Linked DNA regions of Mus musculus: all the other regions are linked to region 1. Evidence: chromatin contacts called from public HiChIP or PLAC-seq data. All regions are on one chromosome and are shown on one strand. The core of a region is the stretch at or near the end of the contact, and the rest is flanking DNA. Distances in the headings are between cores, read along the strand shown.

Region 1 (4,031 bases), core at 1,072-3,571:
ATTTTAAAGCAACAGCCTACAGTCGATTAAAAACCACCCCAGCCTGAAGGGCAGTCAGTAAGCAACAACAACAGATGTGAAGCAGGCAAGGGGATGGGTGAATGAGAGCCCTTCTTCTCTGCTGGTGGGAATGTAAACTAACCCAGCCAAAGGGTAGCCAATGCAGAGTCATATACATCTACCGTATATAACTTATGCTACATTATATATACCATCCTTAATTGTTGAGATTATAAATAGAGCTCTATCTCTCCTGGGTGTGAAACTAAAGGACTCAGAGCAACATATCACAGGGACACTGCACATCAACGTTAATGTAGTTCTGTTCCACTCACAACAGCTAAGTTACAGAAACAATCTCGATGCTTGGCAGTCGAAATGGGTAAAGGAAATGTCATTAATATACACAATGGGTTGGTTTTTTTTTCAGCTGTAAAGAATGAAGTTATGTCATTTGCAAGAAAACAAATCAAGCCAGCCTCTGAAAGGCTAATATCATGTGCCTTATGTGGTTTGTAGATTTTTGTATAGATACATAAGGTCATATATGTGTATATGTATATATAGAAATGAAATTGTCCAGAGAGAATTGACTAATTGTTTTGTTTTCTAAAGTAGGGCCACATTTGGCATCTTTAGCAATCTAGCATTGGTTGAAAAAAAGTATCTTGTTCAGAGTATTGAAAGTTAAGGGGTGTGAGAAGCAGGTCCACTGCCTGTCATCTACCTCTGTCTGGGGGCGAAGGGGTGTGGCTGCATGCTTGAGGTCATCTCCCTCTGTCTGGGGGTGATGGGGTGTGCCTGCATGCTTGAGGCCTTGCTTTCCTCGAGTCTGCAAGCAGTTCCATTATAAAGTGTTCACAGGCTCTACTTCATCCTTTGCCCCTCCCCACCAGAGCCTCATGGTAGGTCCTGGGCCTGTCAGCAAATATAGTTACAGTTGGGGGGGAGGGCGGGGAGAAGGAGGAGAAAAAAGAAATAGGAGAAAAAGAAGGAGGAGGAAGAAGAGGAGGAGGAAGAGGAAGAGGAGGCACAATGTCTGTTCTTTCATAAGATCACAATTGAATCATAAAAGAAGAAAGCCATAGGCTGCCAGTATACCTCAGAGCATACATCAGGCCCTTCATTTAACCCCTGTGAGTTAGATGATATAAATTATTAAGCTGGTTATTTGGAATAGATCTACTTTGTGTTCAAAAACCATATTTTATAAAAATAAAAATTGGATTTTTTTTCCTGAAAATAAAACGCCATAAAATCAGTCCATAAGGTTAAAAGGTCACTCGCTTGCATCATGCTCTGGAAAAGACATCCTGTGAAACACGTCCAACTCCTGTCACACCCAAGAATAAGGATTCCAATGGAATGGTTTGTCCCCGGGCCTGAATTCAACACTAAGAATTGTTGATCATCCTCACCAGGTCTCAGGGTGGTATAGGAAGAAAATTGTATCTTGAATTTCTGAGACAGAGGGCTTCTGTAAGCCTTGCCTGGCAGGAATGGTAGAATCCCACCTCCTTTTCAACTCTTCACAAGGCACACAGGTCTTACAGCAACCTCGACAGATGGGCCACGCGTGACTGAGGAACCACCCCGCACTTTACCAGATACAGGGATGCGGGCGCAGAGGAAAGAAAATGAGGGATTCCATGGGAAATACCAGATGTGCATAAAGTCCTGCCTTTGCCTGGTCAAACGTTTCAGGTCAACACTCGGTGTCACTGAACACCACCAAACAGAAACCCAGAAGACGACAGGTCTTGTTATCTCGGTCAAATGTGCTTTAGCGAGGGCAGACTCACCAGGCTCCTCCTGCTTCAGGGCTTCTAGATCCAGACTCTCGTTTTCCTTGAAGAATAACTGAAACTTTTCAAATGTCGCTGCGTACAAGCGTGCAGAGTCGAACGCTGCGTGAATTGTTTCCTAAGTGGTGACAGATGAACAAGACTGATTTTTTCCCCTAATATTTCTAGTTACGTGTGTGTGTGTGTGTGTGTGTGTGTGTGTGTGTGTGGTGTGTGTGTGTGTGTGTGTGTGTGAGAGTACGGGCACATGAGTGCAGGTGCCCATGCCCATGGTGGACAGAGGTGTCTGATCCCCCAGAGCAGGACTTCGAAATGTGAGCTGCCTGGTGTGTGTGCTAGAAATGAAGCTTGCACCCTCTGAAGGATCAGTGTGTGTGGTTAACGTCGGAGCCATCTTTCTAACTCTCAAGGGAATTTTTCCTAAGTAGAACACACACACACACACACACACACACACACAGAGCACATCACACCACACCACACCACACCACACAGCACGCATATGTAGATCTCAGTTCTCTATTTTTCTACCAGCCAATAAAAACCATGAGTTCATGACTCTAATCTCAATGCAAAACCATTCAGTTCAGAAAGTGGTCTTTCTTTCCCCACTTGTTAATTCTTTGAAGATATATAATCTCTTCATTCCTGTGCTGGTTAGGGTTGTGTGTTTGTTTTGTTTTGTTGTCACTTTGCTATGAGCTAGAGTGATCTTGGAAGAGGGAACCTTAACTGAGGAATTTCCCTCATTAGATAGTCTGTATGCAAGTCTATAGGGCATTTTCTTGATTAATGATTGGTGTGGGAGGGCCCAGCCCTGTGGGGACAGAGCCATCCCTGGTTTGTTTAACAAAGCATTCGGAGCAAGCCCTGAGGAGTGAGCTAGAAAGCAGCCTTCTTCACTGTCCCTATGTTAGTTCCTGCCTCTTCCTGACCTAACTTAACTCACTGACTGACCACAACTCAGCTGTAAGCTGAAGTAACCCTTTCCTCCCCAGGTTGCTTTTCGTCTCGGTATTTCATTACAGCAATAGCAATCTAACTAGTACAACTGCCCACAATATGGTTTTACTTATTTGTTCAACTGTGGAACACACAGAAAGTGGTCTGGGATTGCAGATACACTGATTCCACGGACAAAAGCAAGCTTAGAAGTTAGCATAAGGTTATGTGGCCAAAGTCCTAACTACTATGTTCAAGTTTATGTGGGGCCCTGAGTTTCAAACCTTTCATTAATAATGATGATGAGGAGGGTGATGGTAGTGGTGGTGATGATAAACTTGCTTTCATCCTCATCTTCCCATTCTTCAGTGTAGTTATGTTGCTCAACTAACTTGGATTTATTTGGTTTTGTTTGTACTTTATTCCCCCTCCACTCTTGTTTAGAACTATATTAAACCTACACTCAGAAGGGTTACTCTCCTTATTGTTTGCACTGCACACCCCCCACTCTGACCCTTCCTGAATCATTTCCACACTCTCCAATGCAGAGCTGTTTTCCTTGGCTTCTGGTTTACGGGCCTCTCTGCCCTGCCCCCTTTTCTGACGCAAAAAGGACAGATGACAGAAAACTGTCTCTTGGCTTGCTCACTTCACAGTGAGTCTTGGATGTCACTCCATACAGTTAACCCCTGTCTTCCTGCCCGGGGATGGGTATTTTGATAGTTTCTGATGTTTCCGCAATCAGAAGCAAGATGCTAAGAGTAGCCTCATGTGTATGTTCTTTTCTATCTCTGACCCTGTGTTTTCAGGTGTGTCTAGAGGTGGCATTGTTAAACCAAAAAGCAAATGCACGTTTAGTTATTTTCCCTCATACAATGCAAGTTCTTTATTCTCTGCATGGCTGCAGTGGTGCAGGGTGTATGATTTCCCACAGGTTAGCCCACGGGAGGTTTTGGCACACTTTTTAATTTCACAAACATGTTAGTTGAAAGATGCTAATTCAGTTTTCTTTGACTTTGCACTTAGCTGATGGGTGATGTAGTATCATCTCTGTTTGGTTAATAGTTTTTGGTAGGATTTCTGCCTAATGCTTTGGCCATCTTTCCTCCCACCTGTAGTCCTGTCACCCAGAGCAAAGTTTCTTCGTGCCTTAAGAGGCCAGGCTGGATGATATAAATACATTCTCCCAGTTTGCAAATGTACTTTTACTAATGATTCAAATTCACCTTAACCAACATCTACACAGTAATCTCAGAGCTTCTAAAGACTTACTTATTTGTTTGT
Region 2 (4,031 bases), core at 450-2,949, 240 kb before region 1:
AAAAAGAGAAAATGCCTTAAATCTCTGCTGTCAGGCCATTCTGATGGAGGCACTTTGTCAGTTGGATAGCGTCCAATAGCAAATGAGCTTTGGCTGGAGGAAGGGTCTCTTTCTCCAGAGTTGTGCCCACTTAGGTAGCCAACATGGGGGCCTTTGAAAAGTAGCTTTCCAGATCGGGGGTCAGGATGGATCCATTTGCAGCTGGGGCGCTACAGGTGGGGCAGCGGGATCGGCATGGACCATAGGGATTTGGCAGCAATGGACGATTTGGCAGCAATCAACAAAGATATGTCACCATTTCTCCTTAATTCTTTTGTTCTCATTTTTTTTCCCTCCTAGGGACTACACTTCTCTTGTGCAAAGTCAGATTTCCCAGAGTTTATTACTGCAGCAGCGCTGGTAACTTTCTGAGCGCAGAAAGAAGCCCCGTGGTCTGCACAATGGTAAAGGCGCCATTCGACAGAATGCTGTGGAGAAATGAGATCGGGGAGGAAACTCTTTGTAGACCAGGCTGGCCTCGAACTCAGAAATCCGCCTGCCTCTGCCTCCCGAGTGCTGGGATTAAAGGCGTGCGCCACCACGCCCGGCGAAACTCTTGAACTGATCTGGAACACCCTGTAACACATACTGGTAGGGGGGAAACACAAGGCAGCTGTGTCATATTATACTATAGGAAAAAAAGAGGAAACTTTTTCTCGTGCGAATACAATGTATGTATAGAGAGCATAGTAGATTAGCATGGGGCTGTGGGTTTAATCCCTATCACATTCTCTGGTCCCAAACTCATTCTCTACTTTCTCTAGGTTTGGATTATTTGGGGGAAAGGTATGCCAGATCAAAAACTCTGTCTGTCTTTGTCCCTGTCCCTGTCCCTCTACCCCTCCCTCCTTCCCTCACCCACCCCTAACCCCCCTCGTAGTTTACTATATAGCCTTGAACTCCTGATCCTGCCGTCTCTTCCTCCTAAGGGCTGGCATTATAGGAACAGCCTACTTTTTCGGTCTTGGGCTTTTAAAATTCAGAAGTGGTCACCACCAAGAAATTAACTGAATGTGAAGCTGGTTTAGGGATCACTGCTCTGGTCTCTAGGGCGGGTGCCGTAACCTCATGGCTTTACTCTTGTGGTTTGGTGTCTGTTTCATTGGTGGCTTTTCTTCACTTTTTACTGCTTGGATCACAGGACAGAGCACTGTACTGTGATATGCTCTGCCTTTCCTCCCCCCCATCCCCTACTTTAAGAAAGAGTGTTTCTTTGTAGTCCAGGCTTCCTGCCTCAGCCTCTTGAGGGCTGGGGTTACAGTTGTGTCCCACCATGTCCTGCCTCAGTTATCCTTTGCCCAAAGGCAGTCTTGGCACTTCATTCCTTAGGTCGACATAGCATGAGTCTACTGTCTGTAACAGCTGCTTATCATAGTGTTAGCTTTCATTTGCTACACTTCTTACAAAAGAAGAGAGGCTTTGAGGTTTCACAAATTCAGGGCTTGCTTCTGAAAAGGTCCCGAATCTCAGACTTCTGGGTCACCTGCTTAGGGCTAGCCTGGCTAACTACTGGCAGCTGTGTGGCTACTCCATCAGCTTGGTCACTATAGCTTACCAGATGTAGATGTTTTCTGACAAGTTTGGTCCCTGGTCAAGGCTCTGTCTGTCATCAGCATTTCCTGTTCCAGGGGGAAAGTCCCCTTTCAAGCCACACATGTTTAAAACTGAAACCAGAGTCTAACGGCTACCACGTAGGCAGGACACTACCGATGTCGGGATTCTGGTTCCTTCTAAAACCTGCCCTGGGAGCTCAAGGCCACAGAAGCTCAGGGAGCCCAGCTTCTGGCAGTATCAAAATCTGGATTAATTTTGTCTCCATAAAATAATTTTGTCCTCTGCCTTTCTCCTTCTTTCAAACCTTTTCTTTTTACTTTTCACATTTTAAATTTAGCCCAATGTTGTAGAGTACACCCAGAGATGAAAGGGACCTAGCAGGTGATCCTCTCGTCCTTGGAGGAAGAGAGTCAGAGGCATCTCCCTTATTTCCTTTGGAAAACTCAAGAGAGGGTAGTACCTCACGGGCCAGGCATGTAAGGCAAATGAGAGTAGCTTTCTTGGGTTAGGCTCTGAAGAGCTGCGAGACCTTGGCTTCCATTCATCAGGTAGTGCTCTCCCTAGCCTATATTTATTTTGTTTCTTTGTTTTGGGGATGGGAAGGGGATGTAAAACCGTGTGTGTGTGTGTGTGTGTGTGTGTGTGTGTGTGTGTGTGTGTGTGTCTTGGTAGAGTGCTTGTCTCACACACGCAGGGCCCTGGGTTCAGTCCCCAGTACCGGGTAAACCAGACTGCAGCACTTGGGAAATGGAGACAGGAAGGCCAAAAGTTCTAGGTCATCTTAGCTATATAACAAGTTAGAGTCAAGACTATGCTGTGTGAGACCCTGACAAAGAAATCAACAAAAGAGAATCTGGCCATGAGAAACCCCCAATAAAAGTAACTTTTCAGTTACACTCGGGCACTTATTTATGATTCCTCTTTGCTTTTCCTTCGTCTAAAAAAAAATCTAAGGAATATATAAGCACTCAATCAGGCCTCTTTGCAGAACAAGAAAAGTGTGATGATGTAGGTGTCTCTTTAGTCCGAGCTGGTAACGGTAGGCTTGGACTGGCACGGCAAGCAACACACTGTAAAGCTTCTTACCTGGTGGGACTGATTAGGTCAGTCTTGTCATCATAGAAGATGCTTCAAGAGACCAAGTGTCTCTTCAACCAGCACACCTTCAATCCCAGCACTTAGTAAGCAAAGGCAGGCCGATGTCTATGAGTTCAAGGCTAGCCTGGTCTCCATGGCAGCTTCTATCTGAATGTGTTGTCACAGTTGTCACTGGCCTGATTATCCTGTAGCTCCTTTTCTACAGGAGATAGCTGGCTGGACCCTGGCCTACACTGGCCCTAGCTGACTGAGAATTCTTCCTTTCTTGTTCTAGGGGTACTGGGGTGCTCCCTGCACCCTCTGCCTCTTCCAGCTTCACTAGGAAGAGTCTCTCCTCTGAGACCCTCATGTGAATCTCCAGGTTGCCCCTTCTGTTCAACACTTCTGTATCCCGGGACACTTCTCCATTTGTCTAGCCACACAGTTCCTCCTCAGATCTCCCTTCCCCTACCTTTCAGACATTTCCCCCTCTATTTCCAAAGGAGAAAGTCATCCCTATTGTGGTAGTTTGAATGTAATTGGCCCCCATAGGCCATAGGGAGTGGCATTATTAGGAGATGTGCCCTTGCTGGAGGAAGTGTGTCACTGCGGGGTGGGCTTTGAGGTCTCCTTGCTCAAGCTACACTCAGTGTGGCACACAGTCTCCTCCTGCCTTTGGATCAAGATGTAGAACTGTCAGCTCCTTCTCCAGCACCATGTCTGCCTGCAGGCTGCCGCACTTCTTGCTATGACGATAACGATAATGGACTGAACCTCTGAAGTCCTTAAGCCAGCTCCAGTGAAATGTTTTTCTTTATAAGAGTTGCCTTGGTCATAGTATCTCTTCACAGCAATGAAACCCTAACTAAGACAACTATATAGATTCAATATCTTTAAATTTGGAAGTCAAGACTCAGTCATTTTGGTCTTTGACTGCTGTAATCACCTGCCCATGAATCAACGGGGACTTGTATCTTTCTATAAATGTTGGTATCCTTTATTTCATTTATCCATTGTAATTAAATACAATTACAATGTATTACAAAATCCAATGTAATTGACAGATACATTGTCATACTATTGATCTTGTTGCTGGTATACCTTTGAACAATTAGTTATCAGATCAGTTGAGACAGGAATGGGCCCATGACATGGCTTAGGGGGTAAAGGCACTTGCTGCCAAGTCTGATGGCCTAAGCTCAGTCTTCAGGGTACACATGGTAGCAGGAGAAAGGACTCCTACAAGTTGGCCTCTGACTTCTATATGCATGGTGTAATGGACTCAAGCCACTCCCTCCCATACATATATATATGAGGAAAATAAATAGAAATAGTTTTGTCTGTTTGTTTTTAAAGACAGG
Region 3 (4,031 bases), core at 918-3,417, 190 kb before region 1:
GTGTCAATTAAACCAAACACCACAGCATGCTTTATGTTTATATCATTTGTCTATGATCTAAGTATGTGATTCTCAAACTGTGGATCTGTAAGCATGGCCTTCAAAAGGTGGGTGACACACCAGCTTTTGGTGTGCCCTGTATCCCTTTAAAGATAATGCTAGTTGGTAGTAAGAGGAAGGAAGTGTGTGTGTGTGTGTGTGTGTGTGTGTGTGTGTGAGTGTGTGTGGTCTGAGTTTGGGGCCAGCCTGGTCTACACAGTGAATTCTAGGCTAGCCAGGGCTATTTAGAGAAACCCTGTCTCAAAAGGAAAAAAGGGGGTGGGGAAGCAACTCAACAAAAGGTATCATGAAAAAAAGGTGTGTTTGTGTGTGCACACGCATCCTCTATGGGCCAACTTGAAAGAGCAGAGTGGTTTTCTTGTCATCTCATTTCTGGGAGGCAGTGAGCGGTTTGCTTTGTAGAGATGGTGCTTTTCTTGGGGTCATGTCCTGGCACACTTGGAGAGAGGTCTCCTCTTGGGTGGGAATTATGGGACACAAGAAGATTCCACAGAGGCCATAGCAAGAAGGAGAACATATGAGTGACCCTCCGCGGCCAGAGCAGCTTTTGACTCACAGCCTGGCATTAGGGCTGAGCCACCAGGCTAGGGCTATGTATGGTCCATGGGACCAGGCCCCATCAGAACATCATTCATGGAACAGACACAAGGGATCCACTACTCTAGAAAGGACTTCAGACAAGGAAGAAGGAAAAAGAGAAGTTGAGAAGAGGTCTCTTTATCCCCCACTGGCCCAGCCATAACTCTCTGTATCTGCTGCAAGATGCTAGGGCCTTGTTCCAAAAGCTGGTGGGATCTCAGAGGCCAGGTGGTGGCCACAGGCATCCAGCCAGCTCAGCGCACTGCATACCTCACAGGATTCCAGCCTGGCGAGCAGCTGCAGCGCTGACAAACAGGCAATAGAGCTAATCCTCAGGCTTTTCAAAGAGCCCAATGATGTCACTTCCTCATTCCCGGAGGCGTGCTTTAAGACCCTCTAGGATGCAGGATGCCGGACCCACCTGCTCCTGCTCTCCTCATTGGTTGCATTCATCCAGCATAACTTTCAGCTCTCTCCCTCCCCTGTCTCCTCTCCCTTCCTTTTTCTTCTCTATTCTTCTCCCCCTCTCTTTTCTCTTCTGTCTACACTCCTTTCCTCTCTTCTTTCTTTCCTATCTCTTCCTCCTCCTCCCCACCCCATTACCATCTGCACACAGGAGTCAATATTTCCTTAGGCCATAATGCTATTGTGCAATTTTGAGGTCAAAAGGCACACACACTTTAAATGGCGCTAAGTACCTTACAGAAGAGTTTGATGTTCCTATTGGTTGCTGACAAGCTTTCATTTTCACCAGTTTGAGAGGTGGTTTTAATTTGCTTTTAAGTTTTCATGGTTGGACAAGGAGGCACATGGTGGTGATCCTAGCTCTTGTGAGTTTGGGGGAAGATCATGAGTGTGAGGCTAGCCTGGGCTACACGGTCTTTTGGGCAGGTCTTGTGCTGGTGGCCATGTCTGTTGTGTGTCTGTGATTGCCACGGCCATGCCCTTTCTAGGGGACAGCTTTTCGGGACGCTCCCCTCCATCCTCCAGCTCTTACGATCTCCCCACCCCATCTGCCTCCGTGGGCCCTGGGTGTTGGAGATGGGTGCAGAGACGCACTGTTGAGGGCTTGCACTCTGCAGTCATTTGTTCTCAGCACTTTGACAGGAGCTGAGTCTCTGCATTAGCAGTTGCCCTTTGCACAAAGGAGCTTCTCCAAGCCAGGCTGGGGGCAGAACTTTGCCAGCTGAGAAATGTAAATGCTTTGGAGGGAAGTCATGCTTGGAGTACGGGGAAACTGAAGGACCTCTGGGATGCTTGTGCAACTAGAGACTTATGTGTTTTCACATCTTAATCACTGGCTGCTGCAGTGTGGTGGCCGGAGGGTGTGATCTGCAGATCTTTCTAGATGCTAGTTCCGGGAAGCTTCTACTTAGTTCTCTCTCCCAGAGTTCAGTCAACCATGGAATGGTTGGGTGGGTGTAGGTGTAGCTTCTGTAAAGTCATCATTTCTCCTCTGCCTCTGCCAGAGCCTCACCAGGTCCCCCAAGTCTCCCTTAATTCATCTCACACTTCCACTTTCGACTTTCGCTTTCTCTGACTTCCTTTCCATGCTGTAGTCTAGTGAGCTGAATAAGCATGCATTTGGCTGTGCAAACCTCTGCAGGGCTCTGCAGGACCCCTGCCTCCTTACTACTGCAGCTCTGGAGACCTCCCCTCTGGTTCAGTGTCTCTGTCTCTCTCTGTCTCGGTGTCTCTGTCTCTCTCTCTTTCTCTCTCTCTCTTACCCTTATGGCCTTGATTCAAGTCTGTGACCACACTCCTTCTCTCAGACCTCCTGGCCTTCGCTAAGCTGCTCTGAAATAAACTCTTCTGAAGTTTAGTTTAATTTGGACGATTCCAGTGGAAAACTCAGGAAAGATGGACTTGGCACACTCATTATTTGTCTCTTGTTAGCCTCTGGATCCTGGTTGCTTGCTTGCGCTCTAAAATGACCAGGAAAGGTTTAATTTAGTATAGTTTATTATTAACTAATTAAATGTGTGTGTTTGTGTGTATGTGTGTGTGTGTGTTCTAATGTCTGAGTAGAGGCACACATGTGCCGTGGAGCATGTGTGGAGGTTGGAGGACAACCTTCCGTGCTGGTCCTTACCTTCCATCTTGTTTGAGGTATGGTCCTGTGTTTCCTGCTGTGTACACAGGCTGGCTGATCCAACGGCTTCCTGGCAGCCTTCTGTCTCTGCTTCTCATCTGGTTGTAGGAGAACTGGGGATTATAGATGCATGCTACTGTGTCCAGCTCTATGTGGGTCCTGGGGACTTGAACTCAGATCCTTACCCTTCCACCTCCCTATAACTCCAGCTGCAGAGGAACCTGTTCTGGTGCTTTCGCACTCAAGCATTCCTTCATCTTGGGTCCACCTTTCCCCTAGGACAACGGTTCTCAACCTTCCTAATGCTGCGGCCCTTGAATACCCAGTTCCTCATGTCACGGTGAAATCCACCCATAAAATTATAATCATTGGTACTTCCTAACTGTAACTTTCCTACTGTTATGAATTATAATGTAAATGTCTGTGTTTTTCGATGGTCTTAGGGGGCCCCTGTGAGTGCCAACCCCTTGCTACTCTAGGGACAAATAGCAAGGGGTTGGCACTCTTGTCCTGCTAACCCAAGGACATAATAAGTCTTTTTTTTAAAGCATTGATTGTATGCGGGATGGGATGGGGTGAGTGGAGAGAGGTGTATGCTTGCCACTTAGAATCTGTGGAGGCCAGAGAACAACTTGTAGGAGTTGGGGGGTGTCTCTCTTTCCACTCTGTGGATTCCTAGGATTAAACTTAGGTTGTCAGGCTTGGCAGTAAGTCCCTTACGCCCACTAGTGAGATGGCTATCTTACCAGGTCTGAGAATGGACTTTGTTTATCAGTTTTGATTTTTGAGACAGTGTCTCACACCAGGCTGGCCTGGATCTAACTCCCCATATAGTCCAGGCTATCTTGGATCTAACTCCCCAAACAGTCCAGGCTGGCCTGGATCTAACTCACTATGTATTCCAGGCTGGCCTGGATCTAACTCCCCAAACAGTCCAGGTAGTCCAGGCTGGCCTGGATCTAACTCCCCAAACAGTCCAGGCTGGCCTGGATCTAACTCCCCATGTAGTCCAGAAAGATCTCCAAACCACTGTCTTCTTCCATCGGCCTCTAGAGTGCACTTCCATGCGTGGCTTATGAAAATAATTTTGACTTTACAGTTTCCCTGATCAGGCTTGGGGAATACCGGCAGGTTCCAGGGCCATCCTCTGAGAATGATTACTGTGTTCTGTGTACCTACCTTGTCTTAGGGCAGCAGGTGGGTTTGAAAACTGGGCTACATGCTTTATTTGCATGTTGTGGAGGAGGATCATGGGTAGGTCTATAGTGGGGAGGGTGTTTAGACCCCAGAATAAAAGTTC

The links. HiChIP or PLAC-seq counts read pairs in DNA pulled down with a chosen protein or histone mark.
Region 2: an H3K4me3 HiChIP or PLAC-seq map of bone marrow-derived macrophages shows a contact between it and region 1, with 4 times the contacts expected there. The contact joins two enhancer-like sites. A contact is called at or near these places in 1 of 15 datasets of contacts at CTCF or cohesin (the NIH/3T3 cell line) and 4 of 115 datasets of contacts at active chromatin or transcription factors (bone marrow-derived macrophages, embryonic stem cells and extraembryonic endoderm stem cells).
Region 3: an H3K4me3 HiChIP or PLAC-seq map of bone marrow-derived macrophages shows a contact between it and region 1, with 4 times the contacts expected there. The contact joins two enhancer-like sites. A contact is called at or near these places in 3 of 115 datasets of contacts at active chromatin or transcription factors (CD4 single positive thymocytes, bone marrow-derived macrophages and embryonic stem cells) and 1 of 9 other capture datasets (embryonic stem cells).

The regions. Positions count from the first base shown.
Region 1 is chr6:73,179,905-73,183,935 of GRCm38.p6, forward strand. It overlaps Dnah6 (dynein, axonemal, heavy chain 6), which reads right to left. Exons shown (of 77, transcript NM_001164669.1): 12 at 1,803-1,923. Among named protein-coding and RNA genes, the nearest start is that of Dnah6, 40 kb to the right of the region's middle. Within about 2 kb of position 2,322, at least 30 of the 459 cell types and tissues checked have an H3K27ac peak or open chromatin away from gene starts, as enhancers often do. A contact at or near this core is called in bone marrow-derived macrophages, where this site is marked.
Region 2 is chr6:72,936,417-72,940,447 of GRCm38.p6, forward strand. No RefSeq gene overlaps it. Among named protein-coding and RNA genes, the nearest start is that of Tmsb10, 20 kb to the right of the region's middle. Within about 2 kb of position 1,700, at least 125 of the 459 cell types and tissues checked have an H3K27ac peak or open chromatin away from gene starts, as enhancers often do. A contact at or near this core is called in bone marrow-derived macrophages, where this site is marked.
Region 3 is chr6:72,988,259-72,992,289 of GRCm38.p6, forward strand. No RefSeq gene overlaps it. Among named protein-coding and RNA genes, the nearest start is that of Gm31547, 17 kb to the right of the region's middle. Within about 2 kb of position 2,168, at least 98 of the 459 cell types and tissues checked have an H3K27ac peak or open chromatin away from gene starts, as enhancers often do. A contact at or near this core is called in bone marrow-derived macrophages, where this site is marked.